Linked DNA regions of Mus musculus: all the other regions are linked to region 2. The links are chromatin contacts, called in public Hi-C and promoter capture Hi-C maps. All regions are on one chromosome and are shown on one strand. The core of a region is the stretch at or near the end of the contact, and the rest is flanking DNA. Distances in the headings are between cores, read along the strand shown.

Region 1 (4,714 bases), core at 2,091-4,590, 2.0 Mb before region 2:
GGAACAGCCTGGTGAATCCCGGCTCTCGCTCCTTACCTAGGACAGAACAGGTCCCAGGAAGTGCCAGGGACTGGCGAGGGTGGTCCTGGGATGCATAAGTCACTACGCAACATGACTTTTCCTGTGGGTCTCGGTGCAGAAAGCTCGGATGGTGGATAAAAAGCAAACCCATAGACAGACCTCCCAGACTGAAGCCTGCTCCGCAGGAATCGATATCTTCACTTAACCTCCCTCAGCCTCAATTTTTCCATCTATAGAATGGAAAGCATGGCCAAAGGTTGCCATACTGCGTGATGATCGTGAGCTTCTGAGAAGGCCTTGGTGACCCTTGCCTTAGAACACCCATCATCAGGAACACAGCATCACAGTTGCCCACGGGTCCCCTGGGTGTGTGTCTCATGGCTTTTGGGGTGCCGACAGAAACACTGAGTGTCTACCTAGTCTTGTCCTGAATCTTGCTCCTGTGGCCTGGTGTACCCTGCACCTCCCCTCCTTCGCTCCCGGGTGCACCCCTGCTGAGTAGGGAGAACCAGGTGCCAGGGCTGAAGGCCAGGCCTGGCTCTCAATGAAATGCTCCTCCATTATAATTTATTGCTTGCTTGCTTGCCTCCAAAGTGGCTTGGGGTGGGTGAAGGCTGTAACAAGAGACGTGCTAATGAGAGCCACCACCGACTACATTAAGAGCCTGCTTCTGAGGAAAGCAAACAAGCAAACAAACAAACCAGGAGGAAGATAAAAACTACACCAAGCACCTGGGAACTACAGTCACAGTTATAGGTCAAGACTCTGATTTACGGGTCGGCTAGAGGCACTCAGAGAACAAAGGTGTCTGCGGCCAAGCCTGACGGCCTGAGTTCAATCCCTGGGACCCACACAGGGGAAGAGAACTGACTCCCACATGTCCTCTGACAAATGCAAAATATATATATAAAATCGTCTACCTGCAGGATCTCCACTGTTAGGCCAGAGAGATCCAGAGGGAAGGGGCAGGAACTGATCCTTTTTTTTTTTTTTTTTTTTTTAAAGATTTATTTATTTATTATATGTTAGTACACTGTAGCTGTCTTCAGCCACTCCAGAAGAGGGCGCCAGATCTTGTTACAGATGGTTGTGAACCACCATGTGGTTGCTGGGATTTGAACTCTGGACCTTCGGAAGAGCAGTCGGGTGCTCTTACCCACTGAGCCATCTCACCAGCCCCAGCAGGAACTGATCCTAATGTAGGACTTTGAAAATCCTAGCAATTCCCTAGATTTAGTCTAAGCTGCAGCTTCTCACTGTGCCCCACTAACCCACTGTCCACTCCTTCCTGTTTCCTTCATGGTCCAGTAAATATCACTTAGATTATAACTTGTCAAAGGGAAGTATTAAAAATACATTCCTAGAATTACTAAACCATACTTTAAGCTAAATGAATGAAATGTTCAAGAAGGGCCTCATGTTTTATTTAAGCCTGAGGAGGCTAAGATGCCCCATTTGGTGATTAAGTGTTTGTGATAAGGGACGGATTCCTCGTGTGGCGACTTTGGGGTGAAGGCGGGGGGGGGGGGGCAGAGGGGTGTGGAGTTCTGGTTGTTTTGCTTTAATGTGTTCATGTATGTGTATTTCTGTAAACATGCATGTATGTATATGTTCCCATGATGGCCAGAAGTCAGCCTGTGTCTTTTCTCATTTGCTCTCCATCCTTGTGTTTGAGAGAGGGCCTCTCATTGGCCTGGGGCTCACCGATTTATCTATATGGGCCAGCAAGCCCAGGGGTGTTCCTGTCTGCCTCCCTAGGGCTGAGAAAATAACCATGCGCCAGCACACCTGGCTTCAACATGCAGGTCTAGGGCTGGAACTCGTGCCCTGGTGCTTGTGTGGCAGGCACTTGCTGGGCTGAGCTGTCTCCCAACCCAAGCATGGTCTCCCTCGGGCAGGGCAGATGCCAGGAGTCTCCATGCCCTGAGAATTCCTTGCTTGTTTTCCAAGGTTTACAGGGGCTCACTTACACCCATGTTCACCTCTGGGCTTTGTGCAGGACCAGATTACTGAGAAACCCCAGAAATTAACAGATATCGCATCAAGAACTTGGTCCTGAACATCCAGGGGCTCCGTGCACCTTCATCAGTTAAGACTGCAGGTTTGGAGTCATCAGCTTAGGAATAAGACTTAAAAGTCTACAAGCCTGAATTTGTTAGTAGGGGACAGGAAGAGGCCACTGTGGAACTCAGTAGGCTTTGGACTACAGACAGGAAACTAGATGGGTCATCCCATCGTCAGACTTGAATCCGATCCACTCAGAGGAACTGAGAAGCCCACAGCAAGCAACAAGCCAGAGCAGGCCGACATAAAGCTCTCGTCAGGGGTGTGGGGACCACAATCACAGGGCCAAGCTTTGGGCAAAGAAGACACAAGAATGTGGGGGAGGGGGAGGGGTGCTGAGTAGTTCTGCTCTTCACATGTGAAAATCCCTTGCTGACCCACACACCAGTCTGGGCGCTGACTGATTAAATGAGGCGGAGGCAGGGGTATCGAAAATTCAAGGCCTTGCCTGACCTACAGAGCGAGTTCAAGATCGTCCTGAACAAGGCAGTGAGCAAAAACCACAAAATAAAAAGGTTTAAAAATGGGGAGGGTGGGCTCAGGTGTCGCTCACTTATCTAGAAAGCATAGTCCTCAGTACTGAAAAAAGAAGAGGACGAGGAGGAGGGGAAAGAGGAAGAAGAGGGGGGAGGAAGAGCGGAAGAAGGGGAGGAGGAAGAGGAGGAAGAGGAAGGAGAGAAGGAACAGGGGGCAGCAGATAGTACTGATTTGGAAACAGGGGTTTTAGAGGCAGACTCTACCAAGGCCAGCAAAAATCTGACCTACATCTTACACCTGGCTATTGCTGGTCTCCCCTGAACCCAGTACAGGAGATGTGAGAGTAAGTAGCGTCCAGCTCCCCTCCATCCCAGCTGCCCATCATTCAACACGGTAATTCCTCAACCAACCAGCAACCCGACCCCCAGCTCAGAGCAAGGTTGAAGGCACGACCCTCTCTGCTCTTCCCTCCCTTCTGGCCACACCACAAAGTAAACTTACAGCGGACAGACGGACGGACAGACGTTCCCATGAAAACACTCACCACATGAGTCTGTCCCAGCCAGTGTGTGGCTGAGTCCTGGCAGAGGTTGGGCCCTGGAGGGCTGCCTGAGCTGAATTGCCAATGCCATGGGCAGACACAAACTCCAAAGAGGACTTGGAGAGAGAGCGGTCCTCCATGCAAGCTTGGCCACAGCTCTGAGCCTTCCTCAGCAGTTTTCCCAAGCTTGCTTGTTGGGGCAGAGCTGAAGATCCCCACGCTGCCCCGGGACGCACAGTGGATTACGTAACTCCGGCAACCAGGAGCCCTATCACCTCATCTTATGAAACCACCCCAAAGAGAAAAAAAAGGCGCACCCACAACACGACACCTCTCTAGGGTGGGGCGGGTGGGGGTGGGAAGGCAGGGAGAGAAGCCTTTCTGATGGGCAGCTAGTTTTGCCTAAACTGTAGCGTAGAACAGAAAGCCACTGTTCTTCTCAGGACTCCCTGGGAAGTGAGGGTGGAGGCACAGTGCCAGGTGGCGTCCCAGGGCTTAGCTTGGCAGAGCCCTCAGAATCCACAAAGAGCTCCCGGGCATATTCAAGGTCTCCGGAGAACGCGTTTGCATTTTATGTCTTTGTTGCACTGACCTCCTGATAGGACTTTCTTTGGCGGGGAGGGATTACAGGGGTTGAATACCCAGCTCTTTGCCTGAGTTGGCAAAGCTGTATCTGTGGCTGCTGGGCATCATGGACATGAACGTGTCTCTCTGGTGTCCCCTGGGGCATCCTAACCAAAAGCCTGGGATTCTGCATCCCATGGGACTGGACGACGCTCCAAACTCTACACTGCCATTCCCTCGCCCTTGGTTGTCACGATTTGAGAAAGGAAACTGGTTGAACAGGCTGAGGTTCCCAAGATTTCACTGGCAGAATCAGGGCTGGGATCCCAGCTCCGTGTTTGGAGTGTTCTGGCCTCACCTCATCTCGTCCCCTCCATATGGAGCGGATGATGCTTAACACCCTCTGTGTGCCCTGCTCGTCCTGCATCCGTGTGCAGCCAACTTCTTCATAGTCCTCTGTCTCCCCAGTCAGCTTAGCTTCCTGGATGATGCCTCCCTACTCAGGACTCTGACAAGGATGATGCTCCAATTCAGCTCAAAAGCAGACACCATTCCCTCTCACTCAGGGCTCAGAGCCAGAAGACACTTGCCACTATATTCAAGGACTCAAAAGGAGTCCCCACAAGGAGGCCCATGTGCCCAGAGGGGACATATAAAGGAGATGTGCCCAGAGGGGACATATAAAGGAGATGGGCCTGAGAGGCCTAGGGGTCCTATTAGAGATTTTTAGAGGTCACTGTAAGAAGGAACCTCCAGAATCTGAATGGAGTGAAGCCATTCCCCCCTCCACAGTCAAGCATCAGCTCTTGCAGGAACTGGAGTGAACTGAGCTGTCCTGCAGAGACAAGAACATGGGCCTGCAGGGCCCACTGGGATTCTCCCAAGAAGGAGTTCCCAACATGTTCCTGCACTGAGAAGAAAGATGGATTGTGTCATATGTGGGTGTTTGACACCATGCCCTCAAGTAATATAGACAAGGGCGAGGGATCAGGGGCACAGGGGAGGGAATCAGGGGCACAGGGCAGGGAGGGCAGCAAAGGGGCTACA
Region 2 (4,538 bases), core at 1,554-4,053:
TGCCCTTAAATAAACTTTGCACTCAAATTCTGGTCCTAGAGCTTGATTTGGGAGGAAGGGAACTGAACCAACACAAGAATGCCTTGAGAATGTGGGGAAAAACAGATTCTCTTCCTGTGAAAAATATGCCATACTCTCAAGAAACCAGGGTGGGATATGGGGAATATTTGAATATAAGGATCAGGGTTCCAGAACCATTCCACATTTCCTTTCCTCTCTTCCTCTAAATGATTATCAAGGGAGTCACAGGCATAAGTGGGAGAAAACCATAATTTTACTAATAGTTTCAAAAGCAGATTTCTGAGTTTGAGTCCATCCTGGTCTACAAAGTGAGTTCCAGGGTAGCCAGGGCTAACAGAGAAACCTTGTCTCGAAAAACCAACAAAACAAAACAAAACAAACAAAAAACTCAACAAAACAAAACAACAACAACAAAAAAACCAAAAAATCCTCCTCCTATTTAAAGCACACTTTACATAGCTGGCTCCCTTTGCTCCGGGTTCGCTGAGGTGATGTCACGGCGTCACGGTCACACCCTTGAGACATGCAAGCTGCGCCTTTCCTGTATGGTGCTTTATGATTTATAAGTACTTATTTTTTTTAAGTTTTATTTATTTTATGTATGTGAGTACATTGTAGTTCTCTTCGGACATACCAGAGAAGGGCATTGGATCCCATTGCAGACAGTTGTGAGCCACCATGTGGTTGCTGGGAATTGAACTCAGAACCTCTGGAAGTGCCAGTGCTCTTAACTGCTGAGCCATCTCTCCAGCCCAATTACTTAACTATTAACTTAAATGCTCCCTACTGCTTACTACAAAAACTCCATACTCCAGCAAAAAAAAAAAAAAAAAAAAAAAAGGGGGGTGGGGGGACTAAGTCCCTGATCACTGTTGTGAGAGTGCTCACATGCAAGATATTTTAAAGGCTGAATCTTGCTTGAGCTTATGGCCTCAAATACCCAATTCCTGGCTTCCTTCCTCATTAAAATCATGGTATTTTAACCTCGACTAGGCCACAGAAAGTCAGGGACAGGGGAAACAAAATGACCAGATTTATAGAGAAGGTTCCTGCTCTACCAATCCACTGAGGTACATGAATGAGGAGGTAAGCAAGAACACATTAATGAATGCACTATAATGTTATCTAATAATAATTAAGACCCAGTATCTTGAAATTTCACCATGAAACTGGTAGTTCCTTTTCTTGGGGGAAGGGGAAAGAAGGCAGTCCCAAATTCTAAGTTATATAATTTATTTTCATGGTAATGAAAGAAAATTGTAAAGTGTATCCGTGGTCCACAGAGCCCAACAATTCCAGATTATTTTTGGCTTATTGGTTTTCTATTGGTACACACCATGAAGAGTTCCAATCTGTCCCCACTTCCTCTCGATGTTACTTTTATTCTTCTTCCAGCAAGAAAAAGTTATCACACGCACTAAATGTGTCACAAGTAGTGGCTGCAACAAATTTCTTCCTTCCTTCCTTCCTTATTTTTTTTTTTAAAGATTTTATTTATTTTATATATATGAGTACACTGTAGCTGTATTTAGACATACCAAATGAGGGCATTGGATCCCATTTCAGATGGTTGTGAGCCACCATGTGGTTGCTGGGAATTGACCTCAGGACCTCTGGAAGAGCAGTCAGTGCTCTCAACCACTGAGCCATTTCTCCAGCCCTGAAACACATTTCTACAGCAAGACCTTGCACCTTTGCCGGGTCTGGAATATTCTGTCCTCCCATTTTCTGTTTGCTGAGATCCCCTTAGCACTGTAAGGTCTGGCCCAAATGGGACCTCTTCTTGAGATGTTCCATAAGTCCTATCAACCAGACGCGCTCATGGCCTTCCCACCGAAGAGCTCAGCAGTGCTGCTCAGCTGAACACTTTGTCCGCAGCGACCCTGTCCAGGTTGATGTTTTAATGTTTTGTTTCACCAAAGCGCGATCTTCTAAGGCCAAGAAAACGGAACTTATTTTTGTGAAGATGACAAAAGCCAGGGCCGGGGGCCTAGAGCTGACCCCTAAGTCGCGTGACAGAAACCACTGAACAGTCAAGGCGCTGCCTGGGCAGAGACAACTAACCTAGGTCCCAGGCAGGTGCTGTTTCTTTAGACCCGAAGCGGAGAAAAGACAGAAACCGCTTCCTCCCGGATCCTGGAGGCGGCGCTGAGTACTTCCGCCTTAGGAAAAAAAAAAATGTCATCACGGGCCGAGCTTCCGGCTCCACTCGGGAGCCCGCAAGACCTTTTATCCTAGTTGGCCTTCGTCCGCGCACCCCACCCGGCCGCTCCCTCGGGCTTCTCCACACCCCGGGGCGCGGTTTGCACGTCTCGAGGGTGTGACCGTGACGCCGTGACGTCACCTCAGCGAACCCGGTCCTGAAAGGTTTTGGCGCTCGGTAGGAACTGGGAGTCAAGTTCCCGGAGGCGGGACTAACATATGACTGATGTCCACACGCTCCAGTTGCCGTTCTCATGCTTTCTCAAACCAACCAATGAATGCAAAGCAGAGAGGGCAACGCCCCTCCCTCAGCTTCTAGAGGAAGCGCCGCTCCTTCGGTTTAGCACTCAGTGGCCGCCATGCTTGGTGTGGCTCCTCGTTCTGCGGCAGTTTGCTCTGTTTTGGCTTTCAGACGCCCTCAGTGAACTCCTCCACGAGCACTTCTGCTCTCTAACTATCGACTTCCACTCTTTCCGGCTTCCTTCTCGCTTGCCTCTTGTCCGGCCACACTCAAGATGGCGGCCGGGGGGCGGCGAGCCGCGGCCAGGCTTCCCCGGCGTGGTGACGTCAGCGCGCTGCGTGTCGGCAGGTGGAGGGAGAAGGGAAAGTTTGGCCCGTGCTTGGGGTTCGGGTGGAGGGCGGGACGGAGGGGCAGGGCTGGGTAGAAGCTTGTTTCGCGGTGCCGCGGAGGTTAAGGCCGGCTCGTGGGCTGGGCCGGGGACTGCGGGACGCGGAGCCGCGGGAGGCGAGGTCGGTCGCAGCCGCGCGTCTCCGCCTCGGGGCCGCGCTTGACCCGCGCGCCCCGGCGTTGTGCGCCCCAAGGCTGGGCCAAGCGGCGGGTTGGGGGCGGCGGCTGGGCGTGGGGAGGCGCGCGGCGAGGTGACCTGAGAGCCCGGAGCGTGAGGAGCACGGAGCCAGGCGCTGCAGCCGTCATGTCCGAGGACTCGAGCGCCCTGCCCTGGTCCATCAACAGGGACGACTACGAGCTGCAGGAGGTGATAGGTGAGAGCCGAGGGGCGACGCGCCGGGGTTCTGGGCCCGAGCCTTGCTGGGCACTGGTGCGAGCCGTGCGCCTAGGGTGGGGCTCCCTTCGGAGGGAGAAGCGTACCTGAGACAGATGCGTCCTGTGCAGAAGAGCCATGTGGATGGGCGGCAGGCCTGGCTCAGGGGGCACTAGGGTCCGTGGGCAGAGCCGCGTGGCTCTGGGATTGTGGGGTCTGTGCACTTGAGTCCATCCCTGCATCCACGCGACGATGCACTATTTCGCAGGTGTGAGGCTGAGGGCAGCTCCAGGTACCGGTGCTGAGCAGGTTAGACCCGCCTCTAGCTCTTTACAACTGACTTCTCAGATCCCGGAGGCAGACGTCAACTACATAGAAAGAATGGGAAAAGCGGTAACAGGTCTCAGTAGGTGGCCGGAAGGAACCGGGCAAGATGTTATAAGGAGTGGTTTGAACAAGTTACGTGATTTCAAGGAAAAGTTGAGCCCTCAAAGCGAGTCGGAGGAAGATCGCCTTTCCCCCTCCATTGAGGAATAAGAAAATACTTAGACTCTGAGGAGAGAGAGAGTGCTTGATAAGTTGAGGGACCAGAAAGAGGGCACACATTAGTCTCAGGGACCTTTAAAGCTATGGTAAAGATTTGGAGTTTCAAGTTGTCCTTGGAGGGCTTCAACTAGGGACCATGGCTCGCTCCATAAATCTGGCTATTATGTGTGAAGTGGCCCTGAATAAGATCCGAGAATACCAGTTGGTCGACAGCAAGCATGGATTGTTACTCTCAGAGGTGCAGCGTGCTTGAGGAGGTTAAGCGGCTAGGGATGAGGGAGAGTTTGTAGCCCAGCAGTAATGCAGTGGCCATAGAAATCGAAGGGAAATGGGTTTAGCAAAACAAAGGCTTAATCAGCAGACCACTGTTTGTTGGAAGAAGTCTGTCTACACTGATAGCATTCTACCTTAAAATTAGCTTTACAATAGAGACCTGCCAAAAATCCCAGAGCTTCCTTAAAGGTGCCAGTGTTTATTTCTCGGTGTTAAGGAGAGCAAAAACAAAAAGCCACCAAATTTCGTTGTAGGTCTCTGTGTGGCTCTGTGTAGGTTTATGTGCTCGTGTAAAGGCTAGCTTTTCACGTTCTTTTTTTGTTTGTTTCTTAGCTTTTTTTGGGGGGGGGGTGGAGGGGGAGGAGAAGGATAGGGTTTCTCTGTGTAGCCCTGGCTGTCCTGGAACTCACTTTGTAGACCAAGCTGGCCTTGAACTCAGAAATCCGCCTGCCTCTGCCTCCCAAATGCTGGAATCAAAGGCGTGCGGTGCGCCAC
Region 3 (4,780 bases), core at 1,186-3,685, 2.5 Mb before region 2:
CCAGTGCCCCTAACCACTGAGTCATCTCTCACAGCCCTCCATTCCAATCTTAGTTACTTACTCTCAGATTCCACGTTTCATGCCACACAAAATTATACCGATCCTAGAACTACTAAGAAAAGGCTGTGACCATCCTGGGTTTCAGAGGCCCTATTACAGGGTAAGGCAGAGAGTTAGCACTCGTGTAGTATCACTACTGACGGCTAGGCATCAAGGAATCATCAATAAGCTATTCAGAGCACTAGGCTGCCTAGGTGCACAGCTGGTTTAAGGTACAGCATTCTAGACACCTATATAGTTCTAGTGGGCAAATCAGGCAGGGTGGTGTACTCAGATGAAGTTCCTGGAACAGAATCAGGAATCCATACAGTGGAAAACGTAGAGTGACTCAATGACAGGTCAGATGCCAGAGCAAGGTCCTCCTGTTTTAGTTTTACCACACAGTCTTGCTGGCTTCAAACTTGCAATTCTCTTCAGACTACCAAGTTCTGGGGCTGTAAGTGTCACTACGCCCAGCACTACCTCTTGTCCTATGACTCAGGTGAGGAAGTTCCATCATTCTTTGGTCTAGTGTGTTTGCTAAGCTTGTGGGCCTGGTTTCTCTGATATGGTTTTGGTATGTCCAAGTGTTCTGATTTAATCTGATGACTTCATAAGACGGTGCTTTTTCATTGGTGTATATACATCCATGTCTTGTGGTCTGTGCAGCACAGTTGAATGTTCTTTGTGATAAGCTGTATGTCCAACATCTGGTGGTTATCTACTTACCCAGGTAAGCATCCTGCCTTAGCAAGAGATTTTAGAAATTGAACAAAGTGTTGGTGTAGAAAACAGTTACTCCAGGCAAGGCTCAGTCAGCCTCAGCAGAAACTCAGAGCAGGGCACTGCCGATCTCCTATGGAACATGCTTTCTCTAGTCAGGTCTTTCTTCGTTTACCACCACTGACTCCTGCTCAGCAAAGCTGTGTTTAGCACACCCATACAAAGAACATACTTTCAAAGACACAAAGCTGCCACATATCCAAGGTATGGAAAGCTTTATTTCATTTTTGTTCTTTGAACCAGGGCTTCTCTGTGTAGTCCTGGCTGTCCTGGAACTTGTACTGTAGACAAGGAAGGACTTGAACTCTGAGATCCACCTGCCTCCCTCCTAAATACTAGGATTAAAGGTGTGCACCACCATAAAAGTTTTATTTTAAAAATATGTGTATCTTGCCTGCATGTATACATGTATGTGCATCATATATACATGCCTGGTGCCTGAAGCAGTCAAAAGAGGGTTTGAGTTCCACTGAGTTGGGATGGTTGGGAGCCTCACGTTGAGTGTCAGGAACTGAACCTGGATCCTCTTGTAAGAAGAGTAACAAGTGCCTTTAAATCACTGGGACAACTCTCCAGCCACAGGCATAGAGTTTTATCATGTATAACATGGAATGTTTCCTACATATGACTTAACTCAAATAATTTTTAACCTGTGTTTGATCCTTGGAACCTGTGGGCAAAGGAAACAACAGGTCCCTTCATGTTGTCCTCTGCTCTCCACACATTTGCCATAGCACATGTGCCCCTCCCCACAATAAATAAAATGGTAATACAAAATTTTAATATTCAGTCATGACACCTGTTATGTAGTTATTGGAAGGTGGCTCATAAGACTACACCAGCCTTCAGGAAATTCAAGAAACGTATTGAGGGCCCAACAAGATGGTTCACTGGGTAAAGGCCACCAAATCCCACAATCAGAGTTCTAGCCCCAGGGTCCAGACATTAGGAGGTGACTGGTGAAGGTTGTCCTCTGACCTCAGCAAATGTTCACACAAGTAAATGTAATAAAATTAGTTTACAAAGAAAAGAAACATTGAGGTATGGGGAAGTTAGAAAGTTAGCCGATTCACTGTGGTTCCTCTTGCCAGTTTATATAATCGGTGCACAAAGGGGGAAGAAGCCCTCTGCAGAGCTGCCTCTGGCGGGGCAAGGGGTGGGCAGGGTAGACAAGACGGAATCCTTTCTCTTGTCCGTGGTTGGTGCTCTATTCGGGGTGAGGAGACAATTGTTCCTCTCCCTGAAGTCACTCAAAGTTGAGTACCTACCAGTAGCCTACCTCTCTCAGAGGCCGCCATGTTCTGCTACGCTGAGAGTCTTGGACAGACACGTCCCATAGTGGGGCTGTCGGTGTCTGCCATCCCCGGAGCCCACACGAAGCCCCGCCCCGGAAGCTGCCTGCCCCATCAGACTCCTCCCCAGGCATGTGTGAGGTCACTGCTCTCCGGCCACCACCAGCTCCGGGGAGGGACCCAAAGGCGCCCCGACGGCGCATGCTCCCGCTCGGGCGGGCCGCTCGGCTCACCTAAGCCGGTCTAGCCTGCGTGCGTGGCGTTCGCGGAGCCCAGCGAACCGGTCGCGAGAACCTCGAGGCAATTGGGGTTGGGAGGCAGCGGCCGCCAGGCGGCACCGCGCCAGCACTGCCGCCCAGGCCTCACGTCTGACACGAACAGCGCGCGCCGCCACGAACCGGGCCGGCCCCCCAGCCAATGGGCGCCGCGCTACAAGTGACCACGCCCACCGCCCCTCGCACGTAAAGGGAGTCTCTGGCCCGGCCTCGCCGGCTGCTGGCTTCTGATTGGCTGGGGCGAGCAGTGGCCGCAGCAGGCGAAGCCGGTGTTCTCGCACTCGGGTGGCGGCCAGAAACCGGCAGGACTGGAAGGGACCCCGCGTCTCGGTGAGTGAAGCGGGAGCCGGGCGGGAGGCGAGGGCTGCGGGGCGGGGGGTCCCTCGGGTGGGCGGAGGACTTGGGGTCCCCGTCGGCCAGTGCATGTGGAGCCGGAGGAAGGAGGCCGGAGCTTCTGGAGCGGATCGTGGCCGAGGGAACGAGAGTCGCGGAGGAGGCAACGATGGCAAACGGGGACCGGGCTGGTGCCAGCTTCGGGGATCCCGGGAGCAGTGGGAGGAGAGGGAGAGGGAGCGCGATCGCACGGGTCTAGGAGTCTGGACAAGGTCACAAGAAGGTGGGAGGTGAGGCAGGGCGCAGCGCTCGGGCACCTCGGCCTGGCCTTCCCGGGCGCCACCCGGGGTTTGCGCAGACCTTACGTGACCCTGTGTCACCGGATGGAGGAGGGAAGGCTGTGGCGGAATGCGAATGCCCCTGACAAGGGAACGGGGTGCAGAGATCACAAAAGCACGACTAAGGTTCAGGTGTGCCAGCCGTCCGGGTGACTCGATTCTGTTCTCTGCTTCCCTCGTTTATTCCTGGGGTGGAAAGCAGTCCTCTCTTTGAGGGGGTGATCCCTACCCGGGAATCTGCTTCCCGGACTACTGAGGCCCCCTGCAAATTGACAGTTTGGATGCAAATTCTTGACAGGTTCAAAAGGTTCTCGGTGCTCCTGGAATGTGCTAGAAGGTCTTCTCTGCACAGTATAACTTGAAAGGGCTTCTTAAGATACAAATCCTAGTGTTGTGCCCCTGGCCGTTTGAATCACAATCTCAGAGAAGCCATTTTGCACAAGCTGACAGGTAACTTAGGCAAAATCAGAATTTAAAATTTACTATTTTAGGTAATAGTTCTTAGGACCAAAGGGACATGCTGGGAAGAGTCTTCAGCTGTTATATCACCTGATGCCCAACCATTTTCTTATTTACCTCTTCTAGGTTGCCATGCCTTTGGAAAAGTGTGTCAGTAGTTATGCCTGGCCTTACAGAATAATGTGCTCAGCAAACTAAGTTTGAATATCTGGTTATTGCTGACTTAAAAATAAAAATATGTTCTACTTTCTGACAGATATAGGTCAGTCATTGGGTGAGTGAGATAATAAAAAAAAATCTAGTGGGAAAAAATCTTTTTAACTTGGAATTGAAATTGTTAGATAATTTAACTGAAGAGAGAATAGCCCATTTAACTATAGGTGTAATGTACACAGTTTTTACAGTTCAAAGACAGTATGAATTTTTATATTTTCAGTTCAGATTTACACCTGTAACATAAAAATGTTCATTTAACAATAAATAAATTGTCAAACAAAACTGTGGACTGTATGTGGGGAGTCAGATTGTAATCCTACCTTCCAGAAATATATTCCTGGTGTGGAACAATCCACATGACCCTTATATTATGGTCATATAATTCAAACTCATTTATCCACCTGTAAAATAAGGATATTGATCATCATCTCTTACTTAATTTCTTACACTTAAGTTATGATTTGAGCTTATTGACCGTGAGTTTTAAAGCATGTCCTTTCCTTTTCACCTAAGTGGCTATATTTCATAAATACTACCACCACTACCACCTCTTCCTTCTCTTCTTCTTCCTCCTCCTCTTCCAGCATGGTTTTGCTGTGTAGCCCAGGCTAGCTTCAAACTTGAGATCTCCTGCTTCCCGTAGTCTGATACTGACATTACATGCAATTTCCACCACAGCACACTCTTCAGTTTCCTCATCTTTTTGTAGCCCTTTCTGGTAGCCAAATGCATATATAATTGGTACAAATTCGTACCTTTGCATTGGAGTAAATGCCTTATCCACTGGGTCATATAATTACAGTTCTATCCATGTGGCTTTCTTTGTGCTCCAGACTCATCTTCAGCTTCTTGCCTGACATCTGCCCTGTCATGCCTGATGGGCGTCTTTTGTAAATTTGATTTCATTATTTTTGTTGTTGTCTTGAGACAGAGTGTTGCTTTGCAGCCTAGGCTAGCTTTGCACTCCTGATCCTCTCCCCTCTTGAGGGCTGAAATTATAGGCACATATCACCACTCTGGCTATCATTAGTCCCCTAAAAGAAAT

Evidence for each region. Promoter capture Hi-C pulls out the DNA fragments that hold promoters and counts their contacts. Hi-C and Micro-C count contacts between places; a contact is called where the count stands out from the background.
Region 1: a promoter capture Hi-C map of liver shows a contact between it and region 2, with 2.6 times the contacts expected there. The contact joins the promoter of Trak1 here to the promoter of Oxsr1 in region 2. A contact is called at or near these places in 2 of 39 promoter capture datasets (the C10 cell line and liver) and 1 of 115 datasets of contacts at active chromatin or transcription factors (astrocytes).
Region 3: a Hi-C map of CD4 T cells shows a contact between it and region 2, with 7 times the contacts expected there. The contact joins the promoter of Higd1a here to the promoter of Oxsr1 in region 2. A contact is called at or near these places in 2 of 39 promoter capture datasets (liver and pre-B cells), 1 of 484 Hi-C or Micro-C datasets (CD4 T cells) and 1 of 9 other capture datasets (adipose tissue).

The regions. Positions count from the first base shown.
Region 1 is chr9:121,365,584-121,370,297 of GRCm38.p6, reverse strand. It overlaps Trak1 (trafficking protein, kinesin binding 1), which reads right to left and starts at 3,340. Exons shown (of 16, transcript NM_175114.3): 1 at 3,107-3,340. The coding sequence starts at 3,194.
Region 2 is chr9:119,320,692-119,325,229 of GRCm38.p6, reverse strand. It overlaps Oxsr1 (oxidative-stress responsive 1), which reads left to right and starts at 2,803. Exons shown (of 18, transcript NM_133985.2): 1 at 2,803-3,225. The coding sequence starts at 3,156.
Region 3 is chr9:121,855,451-121,860,230 of GRCm38.p6, reverse strand. It overlaps Higd1a (HIG1 domain family, member 1A), which reads left to right and starts at 2,435. Exons shown (of 4, transcript NM_019814.5): 1 at 2,435-2,719. Gm47112 (predicted gene, 47112) reads right to left here and starts at 2,484. Exons shown (of 1, transcript NR_168944.1): 1 at 1,023-2,484.